Regions from separate parts of the Mus musculus genome. Here region 1 is linked to region 2. The links are chromatin contacts, called in public HiChIP or PLAC-seq maps. All regions are on one chromosome and are shown on one strand. Each heading gives the region's core, a stretch centred on a gene start, on an enhancer-like site or on the middle of the called end of the contact. The rest is flanking DNA. Distances are from core to core; before and after follow the strand shown. Region 1 overlaps Kif6 (kinesin family member 6). Region 2 overlaps Daam2 (dishevelled associated activator of morphogenesis 2).

Region 1 (2,700 bases), core at 22-2,521, 210 kb after region 2:
CTGGGGGATTTATCTACTAATGACCCCCTAAAGGCCTTAAACCCAAAGCAGCCCAATCCTAGTGTGTCCCTGAATCAATATTGCCTAGTGTGTTCATTTCTCCCATGTTTGCTTCTTTTTTTTTTCTTTGATAAAACTAGTGGTCATAGCCTTGCCATTCAATGCACTTTATATACATCTTTAAGAATAACATTTATTATTTATTTATTTATTCATTCATTTATGCTTCATTCATTTATGCTTATGCATTTGTACATATGTGTGCACATGCCAAAACACACATGTGAAAGCCAGAAGACAGCATGTGCGTTCTGGGAATCAAACTCATGTCACAAGTGTTAGCAGCAAGCTCCCTTAGCCACCCACACATTGTTATCACCTACCCATGCAGAATTTCCAGCACTGACTTTATTGGGGGAGACAGGTTGAACGGGCTCTGTGTCCTGCGGAAGCCCACACAGCTTAGTGAGTGGATGCCAGGCTCTGCCCTGTCCTTCTGATTCAGCAGCTCATGTCCCTTCGTACCACAGTCATCACATTGACATCTGTCAGCTATTTCAAGCATGGATGTACTTCTGAATTATCTCAGAAGTATTCCAAGTATTTAGCACTTTCGTTTATCTCTTGAATTCAATGAAAGCAACCACTCATACATAAAACTATAAATGCAGATTGCCAGCTCCTGAAAATTCCTTATTATTCAGCCTGCTGACACGCCTGTCTTGGATCACGAGCTAACTGTCAAGATGTAATTTGTCAGCACAGAACGAGCTTTCCATGATAAAAAGAACACACTAATCATTTCTTTAAAAGAGAGAGGCGGAGGGAAGGGAAGAGAGAGAGAGACAGAGAGAGAGAGAGAGAGGGAGAGAGAGAGAGAGAGAGAGAGAGAGAGAGAGAGAGAGAGAGAGAGAGAGAGAGAGAGAAGGAGAGTTTTCCTTTGCACAGACAACTCTAGAGGTTGTCATGGAAACCAGAAAACATTTGCAAAACAAAGTCCAGATATGTAGGACACAAGGTGGAGTACGCTTTTCTTTGGTATTCAGCCTTTTACAGAAAAGTTGTTAAAGCCATTTCTTTATTCAGAAGTATTAAGTTCTGCAATCCTACCACTATTTTGAATAATACTTGATTATGTCCCGTAGGTAATTTTTTTCCCAAGTGAGTGTGAATGTTGCACGTACTGAACCACGAGTTACCACACCCCGAGGACCCACTCATAGCTGGTGTGACTTGATACCTCCTGACTCTCCTTGTTGAGCTGTTCCCGTCAACTAGTCCAGTGTATTTGGAGAAGGCATGCTGTATGTTCTCGTCAGACCACCTCCGCCCCTGCTAAGTCTATTGGTGTTTTCCTGGACGGGCCCCACCCCTGTTCTCCAGCACCCTCTGCTCACACAAGGCAGAGGGTCACTCTGGACCACAGCATCCCGCAGCACTTACAAGCTGCAGTCTGAGGCTTAGTGGACTTGAAATAGCTTCACTGAGGTGGGCAGGAGTTTGCACCTGGTGGCTAAAAAGAGTCAGAAGAGTTATGTGAGCAGGCCTATGCTGGCTCTGCCCGTCATACCCCAGCATTCCCAAGGTCTGCCAGCTGGAGGGAAAACAAGAAAAGCCTGTTGCAATTTGTGTTTTCCATGTTTTATAATTTTTTAAATTCTTTTTTTTTTATTTGCACAGAACATTTTTATTTACTTTGGGTGTATGTGTGTAGGTGTGGTATGTTGTCTGTGGAAGTCAGAGGACAACTAACAAAGATTATTTCTCTCCTTCCATTGTGTGGGTCCCGGAGACTCAACTCTCCTCCTTGAGCTTGGTGGCAAGCTCCTTTTCTCTTTGAGCTATCATATCTACCCAATCCTTGCTGTCACTAAGCTCTGAACATCCTTCAACCTTGGTACTTTCTTCCGTTTTTCTCTTGGAGTATTCTGGTATGTCTGGCTGACATGCTGACACCATATCTTGTTTACAGAGCCCATATCCATGGAAACTAGAAACACAGCCTGCTCTATAGTAGTCAGTCAGTTTTAAACAATTGAACTAGTAAGATGGCTCAGTGGTTAAGAGCACTGCCCGCTCTTCCAGAGGTCCTGAGTTCAATTTCCAGCACCCAAATGGTGACCCACGGCCATGTTATACAGAGAGACTTTGTCTCTGGAAAACAAACACAGAAACAAAAATCAAACAAAAAATTATTAAAGGAATCAGTACTGATGAAATAACAGTCATATATTAAGCAAAAACATTCTTATTTTATATATGTCTTTTAGTTCTTTTTTTGTTCTTGTATTTGCAAATCAATCTTTATTTCATGTGTTTTGTATGTTGTACCTTATTCTGAGATGAGTATTGCTATAACTAGGCAATGTTTTATTGTTTTGTATTGTTGGTCTTTGGGGCTGGAAGGACAGTTCAATGATTAAGAGAACTTGCTGAACTTTAAGAGGAGCCCAGTTCAGATTTCAGTGTTCATGTCAGGCGTCTCAGAACTGTCTCTAACTCCAACTGCAGTAAACCCAGTACCTTCTTATGGGCTCCAAAGATATCTACATTAATTTGCATAGACAAGCCTATACACATACATACACACACACACACACACACAGAGAGAGAAAGAGAGAGAGAGAGAGAGAGAGAGAGAGAGAGAGAGAGAGAGAGAGAGAGAGAGAGAGACAGAAACAGACAGGCGGGCAGAAGTTT
Region 2 (2,898 bases), core at 242-2,741:
TCTTCCCTATAGCCTTAACATCTGTGTAGGAAGGTGTGTGTGTGTGTGTGTGTGTGTGTGTGTGTGTGTGTGTCTGTGTCTGTGTCTCTGTGTGTGTGTGTCTGTGTCTGTGTGTCTGTGTGTGTCTGTGTGTGTCTGTGTGTCTGTGTGTCTGTGTGTGTGTGTGTGTATGTCTGTGTGTCTGTGTGTGTACCTGTGTCTCTGTGTATGTGTGTGAGCGTGTACATGCAAATGTGTGTGCGCCTGTGCACACATGTGTGCAAGTCAAGATATGAAAGTCAATATCTAAGAGACCAGAGGGTCCAAATCTTACCTGGTGCCTCTGATATGCCGAGAACATTTTTTCAAAGTCTTCCAGGTCCAGAATCCGAAATACCTGCGAGTCATCAATTTCATTCCACACGGTGCCAGAAACACGCTCCTGAGGTTCAGAGTAAGGAGAAGGATCGTGGTTGGCCTGGCTCTTCTGTGACAGAGCCACCAAGATTTCCCTAACATCACTAATCCCCAAAGGCACATGTTTCAGTGGCCAATGTCTCAGACTTCCAGAAAGGAGTCCAATAACACCACCCCTCTCCAACATCCCTCTTCTACAATACTCTTGGTAGAGACAGAAGACATTTTGTCATCTCTCCCTTTCATGTGAGGCCACATCGAAGTATCTGAGAAATCACTGCAAGGGCTGGAGAGTTGGGGCACCTATTTGACCAAAGGCAATACTCTGAGAGCACCCTGCAGGCCTGTTCTCTTATAGAGTCCCTGAAAGCATTGCAGCTCACATGTATGTGGGATAGTCTGGGCCTGTGCATAGACTACATTTCCTGGATCTGAGATGGTCCTTTTCTTTCCCAATACCTTGTTCCCACTTTTCTCAGTTCCCAGAAAGAGGACATGTGCCAAACTCTGGGACATGCTGGCCCCATGTAGTAACTCTGCTCAGATCAGCAAAACCTATCTCAAGTTCCCGCCGGTCAGAGCCAGGGAAGGTATTTCCATCTTTAATGTTTGCAATGGACCTATAAGTTTACAGTTTCCAGCTCTCAGTTTTGAGGTACCATCCCATTTGCTTGTTTGTTTGTTTGTTTGTTTTTGGAGGACCCTTGTGCTAGGGTCAATAGAAGCCCAAACTGTACTAGTAATCATGTAACAATGTGTTGATGATCCAGAGGATGGGAGTGCAGAGGGCAAACAGAGAATAGAAGAGCACTCCTCATTATGCAGCCCCACCTCCAAGAATCCTCTTCTCATCTAGAACATTAGTCTTTGGGACTAAAATCACCCGGTCACCTACTTGCATCTGTCTAGAGGCCAGCAGGCAACCTCCCTCACACGCCTTCCTACCTCTCCTCCTCAGAGTTGAGAGTGTACCTTTCACTCACTTCTGTTTTCTTAAACTCTGAAAATGGGAGGCTAGGCCAGAGTCAAGAGGGAGGAGACATTCCTGTGGCCTTCCGAGGGCCAGGGACCCTCATGTGGAATGCTGGGCTAGGAAGCTCACAGCAGCAAGGGATACAGGCAACTGGCCAAAGCCAACACAGACAGATTCTTTTCATGGTGGAAACAACCACTGTGTGTGTGTGTGTGTGTGTGTGTGTGTGTGTGTGTGTGTGTGTCCTCATGTGCGAGTGCATTCAGGAGCACACATGTAGGATAGAGGAAGAGACTAGAAAAAGAAAAAGAAACTGGGCTCATGGAAAGGAAGGTCTGAGGCAGAGATAGAGGAAGGGATAGGAACTGAGTCAGGAAGGCAGGGGGAAGAGCTAACTGAAGCAATGGGGCAATCCAGGGACCTAGTGTCTCCTATACAGGGTTTGGGGTAGGGAGGCCCATGAGATTAAAGCTCCTAGTCCTTTGTATTCTTGTGGAGGTCAGAGCAAAGATAGAGTGGCTCAAACACTTGGGTATCCAAAATGGCAGATGAGTCACCCCAATCTTCACTGCTTCCCAAATACAGCTTGTCTCCCACATCTGTCGAGCCTTTCATTCCTTCGTGGAAGCATCCCAGGGCCCAGACCTTTCTCATAATCACCACATCATAACTTTCATCATATTTCCCTAGTATATCCACCTAAATGCTCCAATTTAATTTTTCCAACACTCTTGTCATCTCTAGCCTAGGTTCCTGGGACATGACAATATCATAGAAGCTATTGATGATCTTGTCTGTATTTTCTTGTTGTTGTGTGTATGTGATGTGCATGATGTGTGTTCACAGGGCATTTGTGCACTACAGCATGTGCTTGTGACGGTCAGAGGACAACTCTGTAGAGTCGGTTCTCTCCCTCTCCCTTCACATTAGTTTCTGGGACTGAACCCAGGTCTCTGGGCTTGCACAACAAGCTCTTCACTGGCTGAAACATCCCACCACTCTATTTTCTCAATCCCTGCCACATCCTAAAATTTTAATATATTTATGGGGGTATGTATACATGTACATGGGTGTGGATGCACATATACGGAGGCATGTCTGCACGTGTATGTGTGTATGGCGAGTGTGTAGATTAGGTCACCTGCAGGTGGTGTTCCTCAGGAACTGCTCGCCTTTATAAGGACAGTGTCTCTCACTGTCCTGGAACTCAGGTAGGCTAGGCTGGCTGGACAGAGAGCCTCGGGCATTCTCCTGCCTCTGCCTCTTCAGAGCTGGGATCAAGCCCAATCTATCATGTCCAGTACTACTACTTATACTTCCTCCTCCTCCTTCTCCTCCTCCTCCTCCCCCTCCCCCCTCCTCCTCCTCTTCTCCTCCTTCGTCTTTGCCTTCTCTTTCTTCTTTCTCTTTCCGTTGTTCTTCCTCCTCCCCCTCTTCTTTTTCATGAGTGCTAGGGATTGAGCTCAGGTCCCCAGGCTTGCATGACAAGTACTTTTCCCAACTTGAGTTATCTACTTAGTCCTTCACAT

The links. HiChIP or PLAC-seq counts read pairs in DNA pulled down with a chosen protein or histone mark.
Region 1: a contact with region 2 is called in a CTCF HiChIP or PLAC-seq map of the NIH/3T3 cell line, with 8 read pairs. The contact joins two enhancer-like sites. A contact is called at or near these places in 2 of 15 datasets of contacts at CTCF or cohesin (both in the NIH/3T3 cell line) and 1 of 484 Hi-C or Micro-C datasets (embryonic fibroblasts).

What each region holds. Positions count from the first base shown.
Region 1 is chr17:49,690,325-49,693,024 of GRCm38.p6, forward strand. The region is part of intron 6 of Kif6 (kinesin family member 6); the gene reads left to right. Among named protein-coding and RNA genes, the nearest start is that of Kif6, 77 kb to the left of the region's middle. RefSeq lists an enhancer at 457-1,624. Within about 2 kb of position 1,272, at least 57 of the 459 cell types and tissues checked have an H3K27ac peak or open chromatin away from gene starts, as enhancers often do. A contact at or near this core is called in the NIH/3T3 cell line, where this site is marked.
Region 2 is chr17:49,476,135-49,479,032 of GRCm38.p6, forward strand. Daam2 (dishevelled associated activator of morphogenesis 2) reads right to left here. Exons shown (of 25, transcript NM_001379372.1): 15 at 314-421. Among named protein-coding and RNA genes, the nearest start is that of Gm41595, 34 kb to the left of the region's middle. Within about 2 kb of position 1,492, at least 27 of the 459 cell types and tissues checked have an H3K27ac peak or open chromatin away from gene starts, as enhancers often do. A contact at or near this core is called in the NIH/3T3 cell line, where this site is marked.